Linked DNA regions of Zea mays: all the other regions are linked to region 2. Evidence: chromatin contacts called from public Hi-C data. All regions are on one chromosome and are shown on one strand. The core of a region is the stretch at or near the end of the contact, and the rest is flanking DNA. Distances in the headings are between cores, read along the strand shown.

What was found. Hi-C and Micro-C count contacts between places; a contact is called where the count stands out from the background.
Region 1: a Hi-C map of leaf shows a contact between it and region 2, with 9 times the contacts expected there. The contact joins the promoter of LOC541680 here to the enhancer-like site in region 2. A contact is called at or near these places in 9 of 25 Hi-C or Micro-C datasets (ear, leaf, tassel and 1 more) and 1 of 3 datasets of contacts at active chromatin or transcription factors (leaf).
Region 3: a Hi-C map of leaf shows a contact between it and region 2, with 6 times the contacts expected there. The contact joins the promoter of LOC103631385 here to the enhancer-like site in region 2. A contact is called at or near these places in 5 of 25 Hi-C or Micro-C datasets (ear, leaf and tassel).

What each region holds. Positions count from the first base shown.
Region 1 is chr6:130,682,746-130,685,445 of Zm-B73-REFERENCE-NAM-5.0, forward strand. It overlaps LOC541680, which reads left to right and starts at 1,293. Exons shown (of 3, transcript NM_001111430.1): 1 at 1,293-1,452. The coding sequence starts at 1,447.
Region 2 is chr6:130,559,282-130,561,981 of Zm-B73-REFERENCE-NAM-5.0, forward strand. No RefSeq gene overlaps it. Among protein-coding and RNA genes, the nearest start is that of LOC103631385, 65 kb to the left of the region's middle. Within about 2 kb of position 1,335, at least 7 of the 20 cell types and tissues checked have an H3K27ac peak or open chromatin away from gene starts, as enhancers often do. A contact at or near this core is called in ear and leaf, where this site is marked.
Region 3 is chr6:130,494,558-130,497,257 of Zm-B73-REFERENCE-NAM-5.0, forward strand. It overlaps LOC103631385 (sister chromatid cohesion protein PDS5 homolog A), which reads right to left and starts at 1,402. Exons shown (of 33, transcript XM_020539482.2): 1 at 1,001-1,402. The coding sequence starts at 1,090.

The sequences.
Region 1 (2,700 bases), core at 43-2,542, 120 kb after region 2:
GTCTCGGCCCGTAGTGCTGGCCCGACCCGACACGATTATTTTTTTATTTTACAAAAAAGTATATACCTATATACAATTTATATTCAATATTAAAAACATCTTAGCATGATGTTTTACTGGTTAGACAGCTTCACCTAGTGTCTCCCGTCCTTCTTCCATCAGGACATGGGTTCGAGCCCCACCTTCTGCACCGTTTTTAACATTTTACGCTGATTTAATTAAATGGGTCGACGGGTTAACGGGCTGGCCCGACATAGTTAGCAGGCCGGTATGACGTGTCTGGTCCATAGTTGTGGCCCGCGTGCGTCTAGCCCGTGTCGGACGCTATTTGGTCATCTATAAACGTGCAGCGAAACGACCGTTGAAACTGGTGCTTTAAGTATAGTATAGATATAGAAATACTCGTATTCATTTCTAACATTAATATTAATAAACATATAAAAAATTTAGTCTTTAGCGCATTCTTTGTCCGATTCTAGATTAGTACATTCAACAATATTCGGTTTATCTTCACGTATCTCCAAAGAAAACAAGATATTATCAACCCTATTTAAAAGATACCTTGCCCCATCCCCATGGGCCATGGCCCGGTTTATCTTTAATCGCGGCGGAGCTTTGCCCGGTTCAGACGCTGTATTAGGTATGATGACAACAGACATGCCAAGCTGTCATATCATATATTCGTAATAATACCCTCACCAGCAGGCATCCTACGCAGTTGACATTCGCCGCGCACGGGTATCAGGAGAACGGAGGAGACAGCTCACAGCTAGCCTAGCCAGCTCGGATCCAGTGCCAACGGCTAAAAACAGCACGGATTTGAGCGCAGAGTTTGAACAAATCTTTCGATCGATTTTTGAGTACACTGTCACCACCCCCAAGAGGCCAAGTAGCAGGACGTAAACAACGTCTGGGCCCTCCACGCCACAGCCTAGAGATTCCGAGCGCCAGCGAAGCCGCGCTTCACCCGTCCACCACCGACGTGCGGCCCTCCTCCCCTCGCATTTCCACCCTGTCTGTGTCTCGTCACCGCCGCCCCGGTCAAACGCAAAACCCACTCCTCCGGTCCTGTCCCCACCTTCCGCCAGCCCCGCCTGACCTGTGGGCCCCGTGCGGCCGGCTCACATGCGCTTCGTGCCCCGATAACCGGCGGGTAGTACAAGCGATTTTTAGGCGCTTTCCGTTATTTTTTACTCCTACTTTATTATTGTTTTTATTTTAATTTATTTACCGGGAGAGAGAGAGGCCGAGGGAGAGCAGTCTCTCCACACCAGTGCGGCTTTTCCTTTCCGTTCCACTCCACATCGATTCGCCTCCTCCGCTCTTTACTCTTCGTCGTACTCGTCTCCTCCCACCCGCAACCGCAGGGAGAGAAAGGGGAAGCCCGCCGCCGCCCCGGCCCCCAGCAACCAGCAGATCGGGACCTCTGTTCTGCGCAATCCATCCATGGCGGTACGTGCAAGGCTCTGCGCCGCCTCTCTGCCGTTTTCCTTGTTCCTTCTTATCCCCCCCCCCCTTCCCCACCCCGGTGGTGGTGTCAGCCCGTGGGGAATCGGTGTTTGCTGTCCTGATCGAGGCGAGCTCGCCTTGTGATGAGCTTCGGGACGACTAGTTCCGAACGGGGGGTTTTGTTTCTCCTGCTGGTTGCCATCAAAGTCACTCGCGTGGAGTGGCCGAGTGGTTGAGTGGGGGAACGTTTGCACGGGATGTCTTAGGACCAAGAAACTAGTGCGATTATCCTTTCTCGTGTGGTTGGGCAGCTTCGGCTGGCTTCAGGAGATCGATCGATTGATTTTATCCTGCGAGCCTTGGTACAACTATGTGTAGGGAGGAATCTTCTCCCGCCAGGGCGGGTTGGTTGGCGTTTTCGTTTTGGGTCCTGTTGCTTGTCGGCGTAGTCCATGCCTTTGCTTTGCCTCGTATGAGCGAGATTGATACATGATGCACTGTTCACTGCGACTACAGTCTGCAGCAGTCAATTATTTAGCAGCCCAGCCTTCAACTGTTGAGCGTGTAGATGCTGGAACGGGAATTTAGCCTAAGCGTTTACATTTAATTCGTCGTCTGCAACTCGCGCTCGTGGCTACTATAATCTAGAAGGGAAACAAACATGGCCTTAGTGTTTATCTGAATCGGATGCTTGGCGATTACTGCTCAGAATGTTGTGGAACTTGTTTTTTTGGAAGATACTGACATATCAAATTCCATTCTTTGTATTTTAGTTCACCGACCAATTTATCTGTTACAAACACAAGTAACGATCCTTCAGCCTATCCTTCATATCGATATATAGTCTGATTTTTTAAAGGGGCTGTGTTAAAGGGAATGTCGATTGGATCATGCCTGGAAATATCAGCATGGCAGCTGAATCTTCCCATGAAAGCTGTTCAACAGTACATGGCAACCACATGATTTTTTGGGAAACTGTTGACAACTTGACATGCCAACTCTTATCTTGCTGGTAGTTTGATCTCTAGAATAAATGTTCTGATTTTTTTGTAAGGCATATATGTTCTCATTTAACTCAGCTGTCAAGAGGTCACAACTCATATGTCAATAACTATGTTACATTACGTCTTTGACGCTAATGAATATTGATCCGCTAATATTTTCTCATGCCGGAATGCTATGTAATCAGAATTCATAATTCATGACTGCATGTATATGCTCTTCTGTTTTCTGAATATTCCATTTTCTCTG
Region 2 (2,700 bases), core at 85-2,584:
AGCTTCAACTTTTTTCCTTTGTGTCTTTCTTGGCGTGGTGGACATGCAGAGAGTATGTGGAGCACCCCGGCCGTTGTTTGTCTCTGTGTTAACCCCAGTAAAAACCCCAACAGCCCCAACCATTGTGACTCCTTGCCATTGTAACTTAAGACACCAACCCGAGCTCCCTAGGCCTTTGTTAATTTTCTACTCTCACCGTGCCATGCCCTTCACGTACGTCTAGGTCAGGTCCTCAAGCCCTCTCCACCCCTCTAATTCCCTGTGAAAGCTTGAACACAAAGTGAGCCCTGGCAGTGGTGACCACATCAACAAATCCCTCGACTCATCGTGGCCAGCTTCCCCTGGAAGGTAATATGCTCGGTTTGTTCACATTTCATAACCCATGTGTGATGGTGATGCCCACGATGTTGTCCTTTTGAATGCTACCGTGGTACCCCGACCAAAACGCTGTCGAGTTTTGTCTAGAACGCCGCCGCGGGCCATCTTCACTTCGATCAGCTGAACCATAGTTTCTCCGAGCCAAACCATGTGAGCACCGTGTGCTAGATGGATACTGATGCTCGTTGTAGCTTTAGGTTGAACTCTATCGTATTGCAAATATCCGTCTGCAACCATATTCATGGTTGCAACCAATATCTGCCCGCGATCGTACCCGCGGGTAGATATTTATATCCATGCCTGTGCCCATCGAATTTCGGACGGGTTTTGGATATCCGTCGGATATGGCAGACACAATCATTTATTCAACAATTCAATAGCATAATTAGTCAAATTTCTTCTCAATTCATCATCATACACAATTAAAACTTAATAAAAAGAATTATTATGGGCTTGCGGGCCTCAGTTAGGAGCACTAGAGCTTGGAAGGGCCAACCGTTAGTGGTGCTACGGTCTATGAGACTTAGAAGGGCCACGGGGCACAACACAGGAAGCCAGCAAGACTGTAAGGGGTAGCCAACAGTTGGAAATTGGGAGTATTAGGCGTGGTGGGGTTTATGGTGTTAGGATTTGTTATTTGCTATGTAATATGTGCTAGGCCAAAAAAATACACTATGGGTCAATTTTGGATATCCAACGGATAACCCGCGGGTAGAAGGTAATATCATAATCCGTGCTCGTCCGACTTCGGGTCAGATTCAGGTCTGACCCACGGGTCAAAACATGTATCCATATCTGGCTCCGTCAGGTCGGATATCTGATCGATATTCAAATCTATGGGTCAAATTGTCATCCCTAGGTTTTGGTGCAGTGTCAGAGAGACGCGGGAATAGTGCTCGGGGCTCTTAATTAGTTAGTTGATTCGGCAAGGAGGTTTATGCAAAGCGTGTACCGTGGGCGCGGGCTGCGGCACGGGGCTGATTTTCGGTGCGTCCGTGGGTTGAACCAGTAGCTTTCGGCCTAGCACTGTTGATAGATTTTCCTTTTCTTTTTACTAGTAAGTTGTAAAATCCACTAAAAACTGTAGAAAATGCAAAAAAAATGTGAAACCAAATTTTTAGGGTCCACAAAATTTTGTAGTTTCTGCTAAAGTTATTTTTAGAATTTCTACAGCAGAGAGTAAATTTTAGATAATTAAAAAGTGCTCTTGAAAGGCTTAAATGAATTTTAGAAATAAAAGAAGAGCACCAAAAAATATGAAAATTTGTGGAAAAACTATGTATCACTATATTAGCACTTGGTAAAAAATTGGAACCTGTTTGGAGTTGGTTTGCCCAGAAAACCTTGAAATAGCTAAAAAGAGAAATATTAAATCCACAAATTTAGTGTTAATGTATGTCTAGAAGAAGTTGGACCATATAAATTTGTTGGGTAGCAAGATCAGTGAATTTAAGTATGTGTGACCCTTTGGTTTGTCTAAATAAGTTCAGTTTGGTCACTTTCCTCAGGTTTTATGTTATGTAAGAGTATATGTATACTTGTCATATGCGTTGTTTTGTGGTGTTTATGTTCCCCACCTCTCCCTTGTGAGAGTTTGCATTGCATATCATTACATAGGCATTCATGTATTGTAATTGACTTGTAGAACACTTAGAAGAAGAAGTTGAAGTGGAATCGGAAGAGGAACTAGTTCCTCAATCTGAAGCTTCTCCATCTGAAGTTCCTCCTGAAGGTGCTCTAGTGGGTTTTGCTGCTAACTACAATATACTGGTAGAAGAGTCTGATTCTCCTCCTCATCAAGGCAAGCCCCAGTGCATTTAACAAGTTCCTTGTGATTTCAAAACTTTTATCACTTATATGATGTATTAGGTGATAGGAGTTTAATGATTAAGCCTTTGTTGCATAACTTTCCTTGAACTATTGATTATCATTATTGATACCTGATTTACAAAGCTAAATATTCTTAGTATGCCTATAGATTAGGAACAAAATGTTTTGATGAATGAATCGTGGTTTTTACAAAGAAAATGGGCTTGGAGCAAAGGCCTTGACGACTTAATCATTCAAGCAGGGTACCTCTGACAAGTACAAGTTTTAAAGAATTGTTTAAAATGAGACCAGACGTTGAGCAGGAAAGGTTGCCCGTCTGTGTCGTTTAAGGACCGTAATGATTGTTGGCTTGCATGATCTAGGACCTTTTAATTGGCCACATGCCTCATCATGGGTAAGCTTAGCCTCGACCGGACCAATACCAGAAAGAACAGAGAGATGGTGAGAGTATCATGTATCCACCTAGCAAAAGGCTGGCTGGTGATGTATTGT
Region 3 (2,700 bases), core at 152-2,651, 65 kb before region 2:
GCACTCAACACCAGTAACATATAAGGTCCAGTAGTGTGGCCCCATGGTACAAGATTCACTAGACAGTCTCCTTCCCTGCCACATATGGATGGGTATTTGGTGTTTACTCAGACTAATATAAATGTGTCTTCCAACACATGCACAGATGTCAAACGTAATAAAACCATCTCCTGTTATAAATAGCATCGATATTACCAAAATTAAAACTTTCATATAAACACAGCATTCAAGGTACTGCTAGAGCTAGACACTTCTTAATGCAATGATACGCATCTCTCCTGCGTATTCGAGGAGGCACTGCTAGACAACACATGTAAATGGTATTCTTATAACAACATTTCCATGCAACATGAACTAGTTAAAAAAGGTATTCTCATGAACCCACCAAAATAATCCAAAAAATAAATCTCCGGCTTCCCTTAGCTACTGTAAGTCCTTTAGTATAACTGAAACAACCACCAGCCACCAGAAAGGTGACAACTCTTGCACTGCTCAAACCCAACAGACCCTAACCAACAGCATTCCCCTCTTCAACACTGAAGAACTACTCACTCCGTCCCAAAATAGTATTCGTTTTAGCTCTCGGTTTTTATGTCTATATTCAAATAGGTGATGACACATACATTAAGTATTGTATGAATCTGATCATCTAAAATGAATTTTAATTTGGGACGGGGGAGTACAAAACTACGGGTGCCAAATTGCATCCACAATTTCAGCAAACGAAACTTAAAAGAAGCACTTGAGCTGGACCTCTGCACTCCTTCAGCATCCTCCACGCCGCTCAATGGAAGCTCAGCCGTCCAAACCTAACATCCCGAGCACCCAATTCGCACCAGAACCCCAACCACTAGCGCCTTAACTTCCAGCAACCTAAACCCTAAACTTGCCGAATTGTCCCGCCTGAGCCACAGATCCACGCAAAGCCCGACCCTAAACCATCGACTCCATGACTAAGGTTCGCAGCCAACCAAAACGGAGAAGCTTGGGGATATCTCACTTCGAGAAGCTTGGCGAGTTCGTCCGCAGGCGCCGGCGCCACCGCCTGCAGCTTCTCCCCCAGCTCCTTCAACTGCTCCACGGCCGCCATGCCCGGCCGCCGCGCCTGATCGACCGCCCAATTCGCGCACCGAGCTCGCAGCCCCCGCTTCAAAGCGCACTCGTTTGGGTTCTAATCTGAGAAGGAAGGGCTCCCTCGGCTTTTGGCTACTCTCGCGGTCTCGTCTCGCGCTGTTTCGAAATTGGCGTGAAGGGGTAGGGAGAGAGAGAGACGAATGCCAAAGCTGGTTTGAGAATTGGGATCGAGTCGGTCTGGTTTGGGTCTCGGAGTCCAGCCCAGCAGTTTGCCGTCCGGGTATGCTGCCGCCTGCCACACTGTTGCGATATTGAAATCGCGGCGCCCGTCTGTCCCGCAGGCACAGCCCTGCGGATGCGGCTGAGATGTGGCGCCGACACCGCGTGGGATCCACATGTCAGTGACTAATTCTGGGAACGGAGACGGTGGGGTGATTTCCGGGCCGTTTTTTATTTTACAACACTCTTGGCGTGCGTGGGTTGACTGTGTTCAGCGATGCTGTACAGTGTGGTCGTAGCCCGTTTGGCACGAGTATTCACTCGTGTGAGTGTCCATGCATAATTTTTTTTGGGTTGTTTGTATTATTGTATTCAGCATAGATATAGCTTGTGTTTGATGTCTACATCAGAACGTGTATTACATATAAGTGTATAAACAAATATTCAAATATTATACAGTATAGATGGTCCAGTTTTGTTCCTAAAAATATTATGAACATAAAAATGAAATTGGTATAGTGATTAAATCTTTTAATTAGAAGATATAACAGAAAAAATCAAACACAATCTTGAAGTCCGTGCCATAGCATGCGCACAAGCTTCACGCGCGCGTACCCGCCTCCTAGCCATCGTTGCTCAGCCTGGATGAGCTTTGGGCGTGTTCGACTGGCTACAAGCCGACACTGTTGCAGCTGTTTGGATTGCTGCAGCTGCAATCCATAGAGAGAAAAATACTGTAGAAGCCGCAGCCGCAGCCGGATTGCAGCCGCAGCAAGCCGCAGCGAACAAGCTGTTTGTTTTTTTCATCACCCGCGCCTCGATATGATTGTCCGTGAAACCTTAAAGGGGTGTTTGGTTTCTAGGGACTAATTTTTAGTCCCTCAATTTTATTCCATTTTAGTCCCTAAATTACTAAATATAGAAACTAAAACTTTATTTTAGTTTCCCTATTTAACAATTTATAAACTAAAATGGAAAAAAGTGGAGGGACTAATGTTTAGTCCCTATAAACTAAACACCCTTTAAGAGCAGACGACCAATCACATGGTATACTTTTTACCTCCTATATCACATTATCATGCCCGTATATATCTCTTTCTCTTATAGCAGTTCATACTAAGCCGGACGGAAAACGTGCCGCTGGTGCAGCCACGTCTACCCAAAATAGCTCAATCGTCAGATTCCAAAACTACGGCCACTAGGGTCTTCCACCCACGCGAAAGGGCGTCTCTCCAGCAGCTGCGAATCTAGAACATTCGACACTCCAGCCGAATAATCGGTCGCGATAACAGCGCCCTCTCTGCCTCTCTCCTAGTGATGTCTCCATCGTCATCCTCCTCCTTTGCCTCCCTCCCAAGTCCCAACGTCGTGTTTGCCGTCCTCTCCCTCTGCCTCCACATCGTCTCC